Linked DNA regions of Mus musculus: region 1 is linked to region 2. The links are chromatin contacts, called in public promoter capture Hi-C maps. All regions are on one chromosome and are shown on one strand. The core of a region is the stretch at or near the end of the contact, and the rest is flanking DNA. Distances in the headings are between cores, read along the strand shown.

The links. Promoter capture Hi-C pulls out the DNA fragments that hold promoters and counts their contacts.
Region 1: a contact with region 2 is called in a promoter capture Hi-C map of liver, with 2.8 times the contacts expected there. The contact joins the promoter of Stard5 here to the promoter of Whamm in region 2. A contact is called at or near these places in 2 of 39 promoter capture datasets (liver and pre-B cells).

Annotation. Positions count from the first base shown.
Region 1 is chr7:83,630,366-83,633,463 of GRCm38.p6, reverse strand. It overlaps Stard5 (StAR-related lipid transfer (START) domain containing 5), which reads right to left and starts at 1,447. Exons shown (of 6, transcript NM_023377.4): 1 at 1,325-1,447; 2 at 679-728; 3 at 202-334. The coding sequence starts at 1,423. Gm16638 (predicted gene, 16638) reads left to right here and starts at 1,623. Exons shown (of 4, transcript NR_166697.1): 1 at 1,623-2,698.
Region 2 is chr7:81,569,958-81,573,157 of GRCm38.p6, reverse strand. Whamm (WAS protein homolog associated with actin, golgi membranes and microtubules) reads right to left here and starts at 1,866. Exons shown (of 10, transcript NM_001004185.3): 1 at 1,249-1,866. The coding sequence starts at 1,836.

The DNA of each region.
Region 1 (3,098 bases), core at 198-2,697, 2.1 Mb before region 2:
TTCCTCAGCTATAGTCTGTAGATTCTGCTGAGGGTTTCTTAGTCTCTCAGAGACACATTGTTTCCTGCCAGGGACAAGGCTGGACTCGTCTGCATGGCACTCCTCTTGCCTACAGATGTTATAGATCCCTCTTCAGAGAGGTGGGGTCGGGGTGTTGCAGCAAGACAAGACACTACAGATAACACAGCCAGAGACACTTACATCCGTGATGCTCTGGACAATTTCAAAGCTGCTCACATTATCATCCCACTTCTCCCGGAGGCCCGAAGCAACTGGCTTTATGCAATCCCACACCTCTTCTGGTGTCCCACACAGAATCCCTTCTCCTCGGTACCTAGAATGGAGAGGAATTTGATCCACCGAGTCAATTAAACTTGTTTATCTTAGGATTTTATCTCAGGTCTATTACATTTTTGTTCTGGTTCTAGGACTTGCTGACAGAAAACGGCCTAAAATATGCTAGCCCATCTCCCCTCTAGCCTGCATAAACAAACAGGTACAAAGTCCTCACAGAACACAGCTTGCTAGAAACGATTCAAAACACAAGCTAATGCTTTTCTGGAAGGTAACTAGTGATCACAGAAGGCTGGGGCGGATTGGTATCTTTCATGATGCAACCCCAGAGACACCAGGACGGGAGTAAGGTTCTGACAGACTTTGTTAAAAGTGCGCACTTACAGATTCCCTGGAAACTCCTCAGATGGCCTCCAGGAAATTGAAACTCCATTCTGTCAAAAGGCATAGGATTGTAGAATTTTAGAGCTAGAGGAAGTCTTGGAGAGGAGATCTCAAGACTTGATTCCCCAAGGTCACCCAACCTGTTCCTGGCACAGTTGGGGTAACTGCCCCCTACTGCAGGCGATGAGCAGAGCGATCCTGGCTGGCTGATTCCTGGAGCTGTGGGAGTCTCTCCAGTCGCCTTAATGCCACCAAGAACTTTTTGTTTTCTCAAGCAATTTAAGGCTTTTTTTTTTTTTTTTTTTTTTTTAAATCAGAAGCGCCAAGGAAGGAAACTATTTCCCTGTCACTCCCTGGGAGAGGGATTGTGCAACAATGAACGGAGGAAAGACTTGGTACTTGGAGTTTCAGATCCAATCCTAACCTCCTAGCAGTCAGATGACCTTGAGTGGGTTTCGAAATGAAAGGGGCAGAGACCTCCAGGAGTCCCAGAGAGCATCAACCCGCAGTGGAATCAGTTTCTCAACCCACCTCTGGGGTCCAGGGTGCGGATAATCTCGGGGAGAGGAGAAGCCTAGGAGTTTGGAGGACTCCAAACCCTGCGAGCAGTCTCCAGACCCCTTTTCCCGCCCAGTCCCTCACTCACGCCTTCCCGACACTTCTTCCAGCCCGACGCGTCCCGCCGGTACCGGAGCACCTTCTCTGCCACCGCCTCACTCTCTTGCGTGGCCCAGGACGGGTCCATTCCGCCAACGTGCAGGCTCCCAGCTGTGCCACACAGGTTCTGCTGGGAGGAAAGCTGGGCCTTGGGCGGAGCCTGGAGCCCCGCCCCGAGCTCCGCCTCTCTTTCTGAATTGGTTTTCGCTCTCAGACAATTCCGTCCTTTCTTGATATTGGCCCGCCCTGCGCAGTAAGCGTCATCTCTGGGCGGGTCTCAGGCAGCTCCTTCTCCGCCACTGCAGGCTTTGGGCAGAGGCAGGAACCAGCTAGCTTAAGGAGTTTGGATGTTTACCCCTTGGTGCTGAGGTGCTTTCGGCCCCCAGTGAAACCGTGCAAACAACTTCGTAGTGGGATTCTGCAGGGTGGCCCGGAGAATGTGGAGGAGCCGGCCGGAGGTGGAGGTAGGCAGGAGGGGTACACACCAGTGTCAGTTCAGGAGGCCTGCACAGGAATGTCTGCTTCTGATAACAGAAACCGAAGCGATTCCCAATTTTATTTTATTTTATTTTTCCCCCTTGAGTAGCTAAATGCCTTTTCTGAGTAAAGGAAGAGACAACTTCGAATGGGTGGAGGAAGAAGCTGAAACCAATGTCAGATCTATTTAGTTCTAGACACCCAGGGAGCTCTTGATAGATATACATATCCAGCAGACAGCACTATGCATTGACGCCAGGTGGAGACCTCAGCTTTCCCTTGAGAGATATAATCCAGATTCTGGACATGGAAGCAGGAAGACCACTCATTAAAGGTCTGCCTGGGAAATTTAATGAGGCCAGCAGCTCAAAATAAAAGAAGTAGAAAGAGGGCTAGTGACATAGTGCAATAGTAGCATGCTCACCCAGCATGTGCCCTATCCCAGCATCATTAAATAGGCAAATAAATAAGCAGACTATTGGCAACTTCTGAACACAGAGGCAACCAGGCCCGTGGGAGAGTGTGGACTGGTATCCCCTCTGTAAGAGCAGCCCAGGTTCTCTCCTCTTCAAGCCTATTTCCAACTGATTGTTTGTAACCTCTCCATTATTTCCTCCAAAGACAAGGAAGGATGTGACTTGAAAGTCCCCTTTGGAAGAAAAGAGGGGCTGGCTGGCTGGGAAAGCAATTGGGCACCTGGAGCTCCAGTCCCAATATTGACTATGTAGGTTTGGGCAGGACTCTAAACATCTTTGAGATTTTCACAGACGTGAAATGTTATAATAACATGTATCTCCCTGGGCTACTGTGAAGAGTCCATGAAGAAGAGCATGTGAATTCTTCTGAGAGTCATAAAATAGATGGTTCACTCTGCCGTACTTTAAAGGTGAGTAGAATCATAAATGATAATCCGAGATAACGTTGAGATATGGTTTGACTAAAAGTCAACTGTTTGGCTCTTTAAACAAGGCTTTAAATTGTTAAGAACTGTTAAGAAAACTTAAGCAAAAAAAGAAAGCATCATACATGGAGAGATGCTTTGTGGCAAAATAAATGACCATGATACAAAAAGATGCAGAACCCTGGTTGTAGGGAATTACAGATCAAACAAGGGGACCTGTTTAGTGGACAAACAGGACAAGATTTGTTAGTACCTGCTTTACTCACAGTACCGAGAAAGGGTTTTTCTATACTGGGTGAGAGCTTGCATGCTCTCACCCAAACCAAGCAGTGATACACATGAACAGTTACATATTGACAGGTACATATTAACTTTCTCTTCAACA
Region 2 (3,200 bases), core at 617-3,116:
CCTCAAAAGAAACACAGCAAAACCACTGCTTAATTAATGATGACTCATGGTTAGCTTCAGTTGTGTACTTGACACCTGGGAAGGGGAAGCACAAGAGCAACTGCCTCCATCAGATTAGCCTGCCTCCATCAGATTAGCCTTTTCTTGCTTGCTAGCAAATGTGGGTACCTGGGGGCAGGTGGTCCCGGGCTAAGAAAGGTAGCCATACAGCCAGTAACCAGCCTTCGTCCATATCTGTGCTCCAGAACCTATCCTGGCTTCCCTTGATGATGGAATGTAACCTGTAAGCCAAATAGGCCCTTTCTGCCCAGAGTCGCTTCTGGTCAGAGTGTTTAGCAGAGCAACAGAAAACACACTGGAACCGTGGCTCAATAAGGAAAAACAGGAAATGTCCGAGGAGTGTCCAGAATGTGGAATGAAGCTCTGAAACTTGGCTCTCTTCGTGAAATTGTTGCTGGGTAAAACTTATACATTCTCCCTAAATCTTCCAGTGAAGTGAAAAGTCCCCACTCTTTAGGGTCTGTTAAGTTTACCACACAAATAATGAATGTGTGTGTCTCAAATTATCTGGTCCAAAAGAGCCTTCTTGTTGTTGCCATTAAAGGCAGATGAGTAAAGCCTCACTCCCCGAGGGCTTTCCATCTGCTTGAAGATAATAATAAAAATCCTTATTGCTTGAAGAAAAAATAATAAAACTATCTTTTAAATGTCATTCATCCTCAGACAGTTTTAGCCATCCCTCATCTTCTCCGGAGAACCCCAAATTGCTTCCACTTAGCTTATGTTTTTATTCCGACGGACATGCCTTGTTTTCAGTTTTACTTTCATATTTCTGGCCTTTCCCATTACAACATCCTGCTCTGCCCAGAACAGGGAAAAGGTGAAGCGCAGAGCCTGGCTCAGAACTGCAAGTAAACTTTTACCTAACCCCAGGACTGGAGAGGCTGAGGCAGAGGAATGTCCTGAGTTCAAAGCCAGCCTGGACCACAGATTGAGACCCTGTTTCAAAAACAAAAACAAACAACCAAAACAACAACAACAACAACAAACCAAGAGAGCCAGGCGGCGCGGAGCCGAACTCTGATAATCCTAGCAGAAAACAAAAACAAAAAAACACAAAACACCACCACCACCGTGTTTCAACTTCAAGGTCCCCACTCTCTCTCAACAGAGGCGCAGGTGCACCAGCGACGCCCGGTGCGCATCACGAGTGTCCCGCGGACCCGCCCTCGGCCCGGGGCCTCATACCTGGTGCAGCCGGGTGGCCGTTTGGCCCAGGCGAGCGCGCAGCGTCCTCTCGCGGAACTCGCTCAGGCCCTCGCAGTCTGCCGAGTCACCCGGGGCCGGGAAGAGCACGTCGCGCACGGTGGCGCCGCCGCATCCTTCGGCCGCCAGGCCCAGGTAGTGCTCCAGCTGCCGGCACAGCTCCTGCAGCGCCGAGTCGCCAGGGTCCGCAGGCGCCGGCCACAGGAGCGGCCACAGGAGGGCCCACAGCCCGCGTCCCAGGCCCCAGCCCGCGCCGCTCGCCGCGTCCAGCTCGGGCGGCAGCGGCGGGAAGCAGGGCTCCAGGGCCGGCCACAGCGCCGCCAGCTGCCGGTGCGCGCCGCGGAACCCGGCGGGCGACAGCACCCCGGCCCAGCTACATCCCCCGTCGCCGGCCTCCCGCCGCTCGCGCCGCCGCCGCTGCGCCGTGCGGTCGTGACAGGTGACGGCGAACTGGCCCTTCGCGGCGTTCCAGGCCACCAGGAAACGCAGCTGATGGCGCTCGGGCTCCGGGAAGAGGTCCTCACGCAGCGGAACCCAGCCATCCAGGCTGTCGGGCTGCTCGCTGTCCATGGCAGCCGCACACCCTTAGACTGCGACAGGCCACGACATTTTCCGGGAGCCGCTACTGTCAGTCAGAGGCGCAGAAGCTCCCGCCCCCTCATTCTGATAGGCTGTGTGAGGGAGGCTGTCTGGAGTTGGTTAAGTGAAAGCCAATGGAAAGTCTTTTCGGGGAGGCGGGACAAAGTCTCCCTTTTACAACACCGGCGAACCTTGAACTCTCTAAGTGAACCAGGCTAGCCTTGAACTCGTAAGAGACCACCCTGCTTCTGTCTCCTGAGTGCTGACATTAAAGGCATACAGCCGCTATGTTCGGCAAAGATTTTATTTTTAAGCCCATGTATACATGGGCAGGACGACATCACACCTTAGTACAGATGCCAGAAGAGGGCGTCATGTCCCCTAGAACTGAATACTCTATGGGGCTGTTAACAGCTTAATGCACTCTCTAAAAATAGTAATTCTTAGCTGCTGAGCCATCTCTCAAGCCCCTATCTTAGTTCTCAACATTACAATGAGAATTTCCCTCAACAGGATCCTATTAAGTATGTGGCTCCTGAAACAAACATACTGGCAAGATCAAACTTCTATTTGAACTCAATATTTACTTACTGAGGGCTCTGGGGTGTCAAAAACTAGATCGCAGACACATTTATTTTTGTCAATATAGTAAACTTACTGAGTATCTGCTGTGTTGTTGGTATATTGAGATGGGGGAGAGGGGGAGTGCCTAAATATTTCTGCTTTCCAAGCCAGTCTATGCCAAGCATCATCCTGACAGCAAGGATTTGAGACCTAGAGAGGGAATTTGTCTACAATATATGTGCACCAAGGCTAAGCAGGATGGCCTCACTACTGAAAGCATGCCGCCGGGGTATTATAACAAGCCAATAGAAAGTGCTGCTGCATTTCCTCACATGAGCCCTAAAGATGCCAGTTCTAAACCTGCAGCCACCTTAGATTCCGAGAACAACAGACAGCCATAAAAACCTTTATGATCTAAGGCAAGGTGAACCTTGAAGAAGAGGTCACACCTGTCCTCAGAAGAAGTGATTATCTATGCTAAAAAGCTGTGCCCTCCAGAGCAAGTAACTATTCCTGGAGATGACAAGACCTGTTGGGAAGGACCTTGAGATGAGGGGCAGCTAAACCACACCTTGGTAAAGAATGCCTGCATATGCATATCTCCTTTTTAAATGCACTTTATTCCTAGGAGAGGATCTTTGTCCATTCTGGCTCCATTGGAGCCTTTCGGCTCAGATGCCAAGCTTTGTCCTTCCTTCAGATTAAAACTGAAATCTTTGTCCTCCTTGTATTTGATCTGTTGGCCTTCACCATCCTAGGCCTTCAGTTTGCTAACCACAGAAGCCTCCATA